Linked DNA regions of Canis lupus: region 2 is linked to region 1. Evidence: chromatin contacts called from public Hi-C data. All regions are on one chromosome and are shown on one strand. The core of a region is the stretch at or near the end of the contact, and the rest is flanking DNA. Distances in the headings are between cores, read along the strand shown.

Region 1 (4,786 bases), core at 616-3,115:
AAACTCCCCTGGAGACAAAGTGGATTTACAGACAGAGTAGGCTGGCCCTGGGGACTGATTGGATGTGGGGCTAGAGTGGTGGTCGGGGGTGGGGGAGTGGCAGCAAACGTAACTTCTAGATGTCTGCCGTGGGCTATGGAGTGTAATGTGTGTGAAGAGAGAAGGTTGGCCTTGTTCTTGGATCAACATACCAGATAATTGCCAATATTTTGTATTGTTTTGTTTTGTGTTTGTAAGATAGAACAAAAGGAGGAGTATCTTCCTCCCTTCTTTGGGTTCGATTAACTTGTTAGAGCAGTTCACAGAACTCAGAGAGATGGTTTACTCACTAGATTGTGGTTTATTATATAAGGCTATCACTCAGGAACAGCCACATGAGAGATGCAGGGGCAAGGTACAGGGGTAGGTTGCAGAGACTCCATGCCCTCTCTAGTCACACCACACTCCCCAAATCCCCGGGTGTTCATGAAGCTGGAAGCTCTGCAAACCCTGGCCTTTGGACTTTTTATGGAGGCTTCTCTCCAGAAAAGGTCAGGGGTAGGGGAGGGGAGTAGGGCTGAAAGTTCCCACCCTCCATCACAGTGGGTTCTTCAACAGCCAGGTCCCATCTGTAAGTGTGGTCCAAACATCACCTCATTAATAACAAGACACCTTAATCACTCTCATTACAGGAAATTCCAAGGGTCTTAGGAGCTCTGTGTCAGGAATTAGATGAAAATCAAAAATACATTTTTTATTATAAGTCACAACATCTCTCTCACACACACACACAAAGACTTATTTTAGAGGTAAGGATGCTAAGGCTTGGAAAGGTTAAGTGGCTTGTTCAAGTTTATGCTACAAGAAAAGAAGCCAAGGTAGGAGTTAAACTGAGATGGGTCTGATACGAAAGGCCACTCTTTAATACAAGGCTATATGGCCTTCCTATATTTAGTTAAAGTTTCCAGGAAGATAAATTCATATTAATTAATTCAGGGATTCCTGGCTGGCTCAGCCAGTAGAGCATGTGACTCTTGATCTCTAGGCCGTGAGTTCAAGCCTTACGTTGAGGGTAGAGATTACTTTAAAAAACAACATCTTTAAAAAGAAATTCATATTAAGTAATTCAGATGATAAAATGAGAGAAAACAAGAATATTCACACTGAGCTATATATATTGATGTGTTTCATTGAAAGATTTTTTTCTTCCTTTATGAGTTCCCTTTCATTTATTCATATATATAAATATGACCATTTAAAAACCAAATGCTTTTTGGTCCTAGTTCTTGGAGCACATGATAGAATTCTTAGAATGTCATTTAAATTTTAAAAATACATAGACGGGGTTGAATCTTCATGATTTTGTGTGTGAAAATCTTGTTTCTTGGGCACCTGGGTGGCTCAGTAGTTGAGAGTCTGCCTTTAGCTCAGGTTGTGATCTTGGGGTCCGGAGATCGAGTCTGCATTGGACTCCCTGCATGGAGCCTGCTTCTCCCTCTGCCTGTGTCTCTGCCTCTCTCTCTCTGTGTCTCTCATGAATAAACACAATCTTTAAAAAAAAAAGAAAAGAAAAGAAAATCTTATTTCTGTGTGTTTGCTTCATAGGGGGAAGAGACTGATTGCTTTGAACAAAATGGCTCCTTCCTTTCTTGACAAGACTGAAGAAGTGAAGGTGTTTTCCACATGTGCATATGCAGGAAAAAAAGGTACCGTTTGTGAGAGGAAAATACAAAGCCTTAACATGAGAGGGGAAGGTTGAAAGCGGGAAGAGTAGAGGAGACTAAACAAAAGTGCGGCCTGGGGGAAGAGAGTAGCGAAGGTGAACTGGCTTCCTGAACGCACCCTCAGAAGCAGTGCTGCCTTCTTAGCAAACCGTGAGGCAATACTTGGCCTGAGAGCTAAAAGCATGACAAGAAGCTATCAAAGAGAAGTGACAGTAAGACAGACCACGAGAAGGAAGTCAAGCCTGCATTCTTGGCCGTTTGTCCGCCCACCAACACCCCACCCCCACACACACACCCATGAACTATGAAGGGAAGCCACAGCAGCCACCTCAGTCCTCTAGATTATAGCTGAGAAGCTAAATGGAAACATTCAGCCCTGTCCCATCAGCAATTTGTGTTTCTTATATACCCTGGGAGACCAGCTCAGAAAAGTTAAGAGAGTAACGTTTAAGAATCAGCACATGAGAGAAAAAAAATTGTTTTATCCTAAGGGTGAAATTGGACAGCCTACTAGATCTCCTCCCCTTTAAAAAAAAAAAAAGAAAAGAAAAGAACACTGTTGTTTAATGTCCCAGAAAGTTTTTTGAAACAAGCAGTTTGTCCCCTTTTTCTAAGCACAAGGCCAAAAATAGGAATTATTTGGCTTTCTCCTCTGAGGCAGATCTGTGTAGCCCCAGCCTGAGAAAATCCTCCCTGCCCATTAACTAAGGAAGCTGTCACGAAGGAATTCTGGGAATCGCGATATGCGTTTATACACAGGATGTCTTCTAAATGGGAAACAAAGCCTGACCTGGTTTTCCTCAGAACCAGACCACACTGGTTTTTCTCTGTTCCCTTTAAAGATGAGGGGGAGAAACCAGCTTCAAACCAGCGCTGCCAACTTCTCCCAAATGCTCTGTCAACTTGAGCCACCAGAAAGCAAGATGGTCAGCTACGTGGTGTAATCGAATTTTAAGGGTATTTGGCCTTTTGCTAGAGTAAAAACTTGTTGCTTATCAAAAGACACATTTACCTCTAATAGCTAAATTGTGGGGGCGCCTGGGGAGCTCAGCCAGTTGGGCATCTGCCTTCAGCCTGGGTCATGATCTCAGGGTCCCAGGATGGAGTCCCACATCGGGCTCCCTGCTCAGTGGGGCATCGGCTTCTCCCTCTGCTACTCCTCCTGCCTGTGTTCTCTCTCTCTCAATCTCTCTCTCTCTGTCAGATAAATAAATAAAACCTTTTTTTAAAAAAATTGCTAAAGTTCACTGAGAGCCTCCAATGAGCCTGGCTCATCTGCTAAGCATTTCTGCTGCTATCTCCTTGGATCTTCATCACCCTGTGAGGAAGGATTATGAGGCGCCCTATTTTACAGTTGGCTAAACTGACGCTTAGGGAAGTGGAAGAAGGTGATGACACAGTTAGTGACAAGCCCAGTGTTAAACCCAGGCCATGGGACGAGAGCCATCACTCTTGACCACCTAACTCTAAACTAAGAGCTCAGTCACAGTCATAACAGGAGCCTACAGGTATCTAAGACCTCCAGTTAGCATGTTCTTTGTGCCAAACAAATGGAATGGACCACATTTATAGGGAGCACAGAGAAAGGACACTTTCGGTGCAGTCAAGACCGGAGATGAGGGGGCAGGATCAGAGGGAGGACAGGCTTCTGGTTGAGCCAGTTGTCCTGATGCCTCCACCACTGGCCTCCACAAAGGAACAGTGTTAAACACATCTTTGGCAGACTAGAAAGGAAGTCATTTTTTACAAGCACTTTAAGTTTTTATCTACTTGTGAAGCCAGCTGTATGAACAGGCATTGCATCCCAGGAGATGTGTGCACAGGAGCCAGTCAGTTTGTTGGCTGGAACCTCTCTAACGCATCCCCTTCCCACCCATTGGTGGGCCAAGTACCTGGATTTCAAGCCCCTTCCACCAAAGCCACAAGTTCCTTGGCTGTCAGTTTCTAGTGACACAGAGCCCAGAATAAATTTGACTGATAATATATCCTAATCCTGAACAGAAAGAAGAAAAGGTCACACACATGTACACACACACACCAAAGTTGTCATGTTCTCTCTGCAGTTTTTGGCAGACTCTTCAGGAAATATTAAGTTAGGTGAACATTCAGAGATCCCAGTAACTTTCTGGGCTGCTTTAAAACATCCAGCACATTGTGAATACAGTCTAAAATTATTGAAACATTGATTCTACTTGTTTTAGCAAATATAGAAGCTGCCTAGAATCAGGACTGAGAAATCAACCAAGAAAGGGGAAAGGTTGAGTTTTTACAGCAGCTAAAATATCTCTGGACAAAATAAGCTCATGAGAGACAGCATGAGCGAGAGGGAGGACAAGCGGACTTCCTGCTAAACGGGGACCCTGACACAGGGCTCGATCCCAGGACCCTGAGATCACAACCCGAGCCGAAGGCAGACGCTTAATGGATTGAGCCATCCAGGCACCCTGATAGATGTATTTTAATAGCTTCAAAGTACCTCACTCCATACTAATATTGACTTCAAAGGAGAGTCACAATATTAAAAATGGTTACTACTTCCTCCTTGGCTTTCTATACAAAATGAAGGACTGAACTCCAGGACAATTGGACAAAAGAGCATTCGCCATTTACACGGCAACCACAGTAGCCTGCGCTACAAATAAGCACTTCCTCTTGGAGTACATATTTCGCCTGTCATTGGAGGACAGATTTGGAACAAAAGGAAAGGAAGCCAGGAAGACCCTTTGTCTTCAGATGTAGTAACAAATGGTGTGCACCAAAATGAGGGTTAGAGGGGGGATTGTATTTTACACCATATATTGCTGTTTGCTTCTTTTGGTCCTCAGTTACCTTCATGCTGATGTAGTAAGATGTGAGAACTCCAGGCATTTTACATGCAAGGAGAATTCTCTGACACCTAAATTCATGTCTATGCAAATTGTACACTTGTCCTGAATCCCGCCATTGATTGGAGCCTTTGCAAGTCACAAACTGTGACAAAATGTGTACCTTCTTGAAATAACATATAAGCATTTCATAAATGAGTCCCAAATATTCATGAACTATTTTCAGACGTGGTATTTATGAAACTATTAAAAACTCAT
Region 2 (4,882 bases), core at 1,654-4,153, 40 kb after region 1:
AGAAGGCTGATCGAATCAGTGTGTTGTATAACTGAAACTAACAAAAAATTGTGTGTCAACTATACTTCAATAAAATCAAATGAATAAATAAAGAAAAAATTTTTAAAAGAGAGGGTAGAAAAGTCTCCTGAGCATTTGTAGCCACAAGGCACACTCACCCAGCACACTCACAGCATGTACTCACCAGCCACAGGGTGCCTGATTCACACTATTTGTATGGCAAAAGGAGGCCCAAGCTGGAATCCTCTCTAGAAGAACGTCCTGGGGGCACAAGCCTCAAAGAATGCCAAAATATAAAGTTCCAAACACACAGCTGTGTTAACACCCTGAGTTTAGCCCAATGGAAGCCATCTCAGACTTCTGACCTCCAGAACTGTAAGAGAATAAATGCTGTTGTTTTAAGCCACTAATTTGTTGCCTTTCCCAAATTCCCATGCCAGGTTCTCTTGGAGGGACCTCTCACTTGATTTGATATCAGAGAGAAGCAGGCCCCTGGCATTCTGCAGCGTTTTATCAAATTTACTGTAATTTGTAGGGCGCCTGAGTGGCTCAGTGGTTGAGCATCTGCCTTTGGTTCAGGGCATGATCCCGGCATCTCGGGATCAAGTCCTGCATCGGGCTCCCCACAGGGAAGCCTGCTTCTCCTTCTGCCTGTCTCTGCCTCTCTCTGTGTGTCTCTCATGAATAAATAAATAAAATAAAATAAATACTGTAATTTATTATAGCACAAGAGGAAACTAAGTCTGGCAAAAGTGCCTATGGGGCATAGTAGATCTGCGGAAAGATCTGTAGTAGACTGCCCCAACCCTCACCTAGATGAATGGCAAACTTCTTTGTCCCCTTCCTCAGGCAAGTGGGCAGGCTTCTTTCTATTATCATTTTCATGGGCAGGGCAGACTTTTGAGGTCAGGCTCTACCCACATGGCTCAGTTCCAGCTTTCAAACCTGTGCAGACCCAAGGTCACGATGCCCAGGCTTTAAAAACCTTAGCAGACTGTCTTTAGGGCCTTTTCCTGTCAGCTGTGGGAAACATGGCAAATATGACATCATTCTAGCTTAAATCATTTCATTCTTTATTTCTGGCCTCCGGAGATTTCTTTTTCATTTCAGCTGAGCTATTGACTAAAAATATTTTTTGTTATATTTTTTCCTTCATTTCCAAGTAACTGTTAGGTTCAAAAGGACATTTAAGATAAAATTACAAACTCTCCGGAAAAAAGCAAAAAAGGGGCACCTGGCTGGCTCAATCAGGAGAGCATGCGACTCTTGATCTCAGGGTCATGAGTTCAAGCCTCATGTTGGGTGTGGAGCTTACTTTTTTTAAAAATTGCAAAAAAATAAAAGAGCAAAAATGAGAAAACATTAAAACTATGAGATATGGGAATGCCTGGGTGGGTCAGTGGTTGAGCATCTGCCTTTGGCTCAGGGCATGATCCCGGGGTCCTGGGATCAAGTCTTACATCGGGCTCCCTACAGGGGAGCTTTTCCTTCTGCTTATGTCTCTGCCTCCCTCTCTGTGTCTCTCATGAATAAATAAATAGAATCTTAAAAAAAAAAAAACTTATGAGATATGGGCAGAATGATAACCAGAGAAAAGTGAATAGGCTATTTGAAGGCATATATTAGAAAATAAGTAAGATTATAAATAAATAAAACATCTAATCATTCAAGAATACAAAAAAGAATAAAATACTCCACAGAAAGGAATTAAGAAATTTAAAAGCTGAAATTGTATTAAAAAATAAAAACACAGAAGTGATATAATCCATAAAACCAGTAAAAATTTTTTGGAAGGAAGAACAGAGAGCTATAATTTTGTCAAAATAGGATCAAGGGGGGGGGGGCAACCTTGGGTGGCTTAGCAGTTTGGCGCCTGCCTTTGGCCCAGGGCATGATCCTAGAGTCCCGGGGACGAGTCCCTTGTCGGGCTCCCGGCATGGAGCCTGCTTCTCTCCCTCCTCCTGTGTCTCTGCCTCTCTCTATATATATATATATGTATCATGAATGAATAAATCTTTTTTTAAAAATAGGATCAAGGAAACACATCTTGAAAATATACATAAGTGCAGGTATAAAAATTATTAATTTCAAGAGAATGTCATGTAGAAATTTAAATTAATAAAATATAAAACCTAAGTGGTTAATTTTCTAGAAACATGTATATTATCAAAATTGAGGATGCCTGGGTGGCTCAGCGGGTTAAGTATCTGCCTTCGGCTCAGGTTATGATCCCAGGGTCCTGGGATCGAGTCAGGCTCCCTGCTCAGTGAGGAGACTGCTTCTCCCTCTCCTCCCCACTCATGCTCTCTCTCTCACTATTGCTCTCTCTCTCTCTCAAATAAATAAATAAAGTCTTAAAAACAATTGAGTCAAGGAGATAGAAAACTTAACAGGTAAATAACTACTCCCCCCAAAAAAAACCCTGAAATAGATTCTGTGCCAAGAGAGTTTTATGAGTGGTTTCTGCTATATCTTTAATAATCAAGTGAATCATATCTTATTTAAATATGATAGAAAAACATGTAAACTTATGAAAAAACACCCCAAGTTAACTGTTACCAAAACCATGTAGCATTTATTAATGTGAATTGTCATTATAGACTTTAAATATAGTAAGCATCCTTTTTTTTTTTTTTAGTAAGCATCCTTTTTAAAAAATATTTTATTAATCTATTTGAGAGAGAGAGACCCTGCACTCATGCCCTGAGCCAAAATCAAGAGTTGAGCACTTAACCAACTGAGCCACCCCAATAAGCATTGTTTTTAAGTCTATATTTGATAGTTCTAATATCAGAAGCCCCTGTAGCCACTTAAATGACTAGTAGATGGGCTAAAATCTATACAGGGCCTTTTTGCTTCCAGTTCCCCTTTACTTCCTGGGTAGAGTCATCTAGTGTGTCAATTAGAAAAATAAGAGGATGTACAAGGGTGACTATCATGCTACTCTAAATTGTGGCCTCTAACCATGAAAGCATAAAAAGAACTACTCAGTCTTTCAGTCACCTGTTTGGGAATTTGTAAAGGTCTCTCAGGGAAAAGCACCCACTTCTATGGATTTCCATCTTGTCCTTAATCTGAAATTAGAAATACTTCACAACTTTTAGCTCTCTGATGCCCTCAAACAGATGCTGGTAGTAGAACTCCTCCCACCACCCCCACCACTCCACCCAGCTCTAGTTTGCTCCGTGAGAAAGCTACTCAGTAGTTACCTAATATGTCACTTGTAGAAGGGGAAGTCTTCACCCACGGCATTTTAAGGACATATACTTTGGTAGTTCAAGGCAACAGAAAATTCAACTTAGAGCAATTGAGGGTTTGTAAACAGAACACAGATCACAGGAATTTGAACTAATTGGTGAAAACTATTTGGTTTTTAGTGATGGAATTTAAAAAAGCAAACATATTAACAAACAAAAAACACTACTTTTTTTTTTTTTTTTTTTAAGTTTACTCTGCAAGGCTGCCAAGGACTTAATGATTTGCACCTGGTCTGGGAGGCACTAATTTAAACACCATTTCTTCCTGCCAGAGTAATATGCTCTGGTTAGAAATCTGAGCACCTTACTTACACCATGAAGCTTTCAAGACACAGACACAATCTTCAATCATTCATTGACCTCAAATGTAACTTGCTCCCTGAGCTCATGAATGACGCAAATTGACTTTCAAAGAAAAGTGGGATCTAGTCGATGACACTTGTTTATGGTTGTGGATAAATACAACTTTTAAGAACACAAACCTTATTTTCTTTTGAGTAAAACAGATGATCCTGAAAAAAAAAGAAAAAGAATTGTCACTATAAACCAATCTCACTTATGAACATAGAAAAACATAGAAACGATAAAATGGTAGTAACCAAACCAGCAGATTGTTACATGTGTAATGTCTTTGGAAGAAAAAAAAATCCCATTGACAAAGGGGAAGGAAAAAAATATTTAGAAGTAAAGCTAACTACTAAAGTTAAAACTTAAACAAAAAAAAATTTTTAAAGTAAACTCAGCAAGAAATGTATAAGCCCTACGTGAAGGAAATTATAAAGTTTTACTGAAGGCAATAAGTAAAAAGAAAACTTAAAAAAATAGAAATATATGTTCTGAGATGTCTCAATGTTGTAAAGTTATAAAATTTCAATTAGTCTGTAAATTTAGTGCAATCAATAAGACATGTTCATAAGAAAAAGAAAATGGTTGGGTTGCCTGGCTGGCCCAGTTTGTGAAATATGCGATTCTTGATCTCAGGGTTGTGAGTTCAAGCCCCACATTTGGTGTGGAGGCTACTTAAAAAAAATCTGCATAAGTAAACCCCAAAATTTTGAAAAATGTCCATCAAATTGGAAGATTTATCAACCAGATACCAAAATAGAAAAATACAGTATTTTATAAATAAAATATTAAGAGAAAAATAAATAAAAGATAACTGGAATTGCAGAGTCAAGACATATACCCATTTAAGTGAAAATTTAAATTCTAGTATGCATGTCTTTTTACATCAGCTGGTAGAAATAGTCTATTAAGTACATGGTATTGGGGCACCTGGGTGGCTCAGGCAGTTGAGTGTCAGACTCATTGAGTATCAGACTCTTGGTTTCAGCTCCTATGATCTTGAAGTCATGGGATTGAGCCCCCATGTGGGCTCTGCACTCAGCATGGAGTCTGCTTCAGATTCTTTCCCCTCTCCCCCTCTGTCCCTTCACACTTGCATACTTTTTTCTCAAATAAATAAATAAATAGAATCTTCAATTATAGGACATTACCTCTTACCATGAACAAAAAAACTCCAGAGGAATTTAAGAGCCATGGACATTTCTTAAAAAGCATGGAAATATTCAAAAATATATAAAATGTTTTTATAATATTAGAGAAGGGAAATGGGCAAATTTAAC

Evidence for each region. Hi-C and Micro-C count contacts between places; a contact is called where the count stands out from the background.
Region 2: a Hi-C map of blood shows a contact between it and region 1, with 3 times the contacts expected there. The contact joins two enhancer-like sites. A contact is called at or near these places in 2 of 9 Hi-C or Micro-C datasets (both in blood).

What each region holds. Positions count from the first base shown.
Region 1 is chr2:8,223,031-8,227,816 of UU_Cfam_GSD_1.0, forward strand. No RefSeq gene overlaps it. Among named protein-coding and RNA genes, the nearest start is that of PIP4K2A, 54 kb to the right of the region's middle. Within about 2 kb of position 1,866, at least 3 of the 20 cell types and tissues checked have an H3K27ac peak or open chromatin away from gene starts, as enhancers often do. A contact at or near this core is called in blood, where this site is marked.
Region 2 is chr2:8,261,523-8,266,404 of UU_Cfam_GSD_1.0, forward strand. No RefSeq gene overlaps it. Among named protein-coding and RNA genes, the nearest start is that of PIP4K2A, 15 kb to the right of the region's middle. Within about 2 kb of position 2,904, at least 3 of the 20 cell types and tissues checked have an H3K27ac peak or open chromatin away from gene starts, as enhancers often do. A contact at or near this core is called in blood, where this site is marked.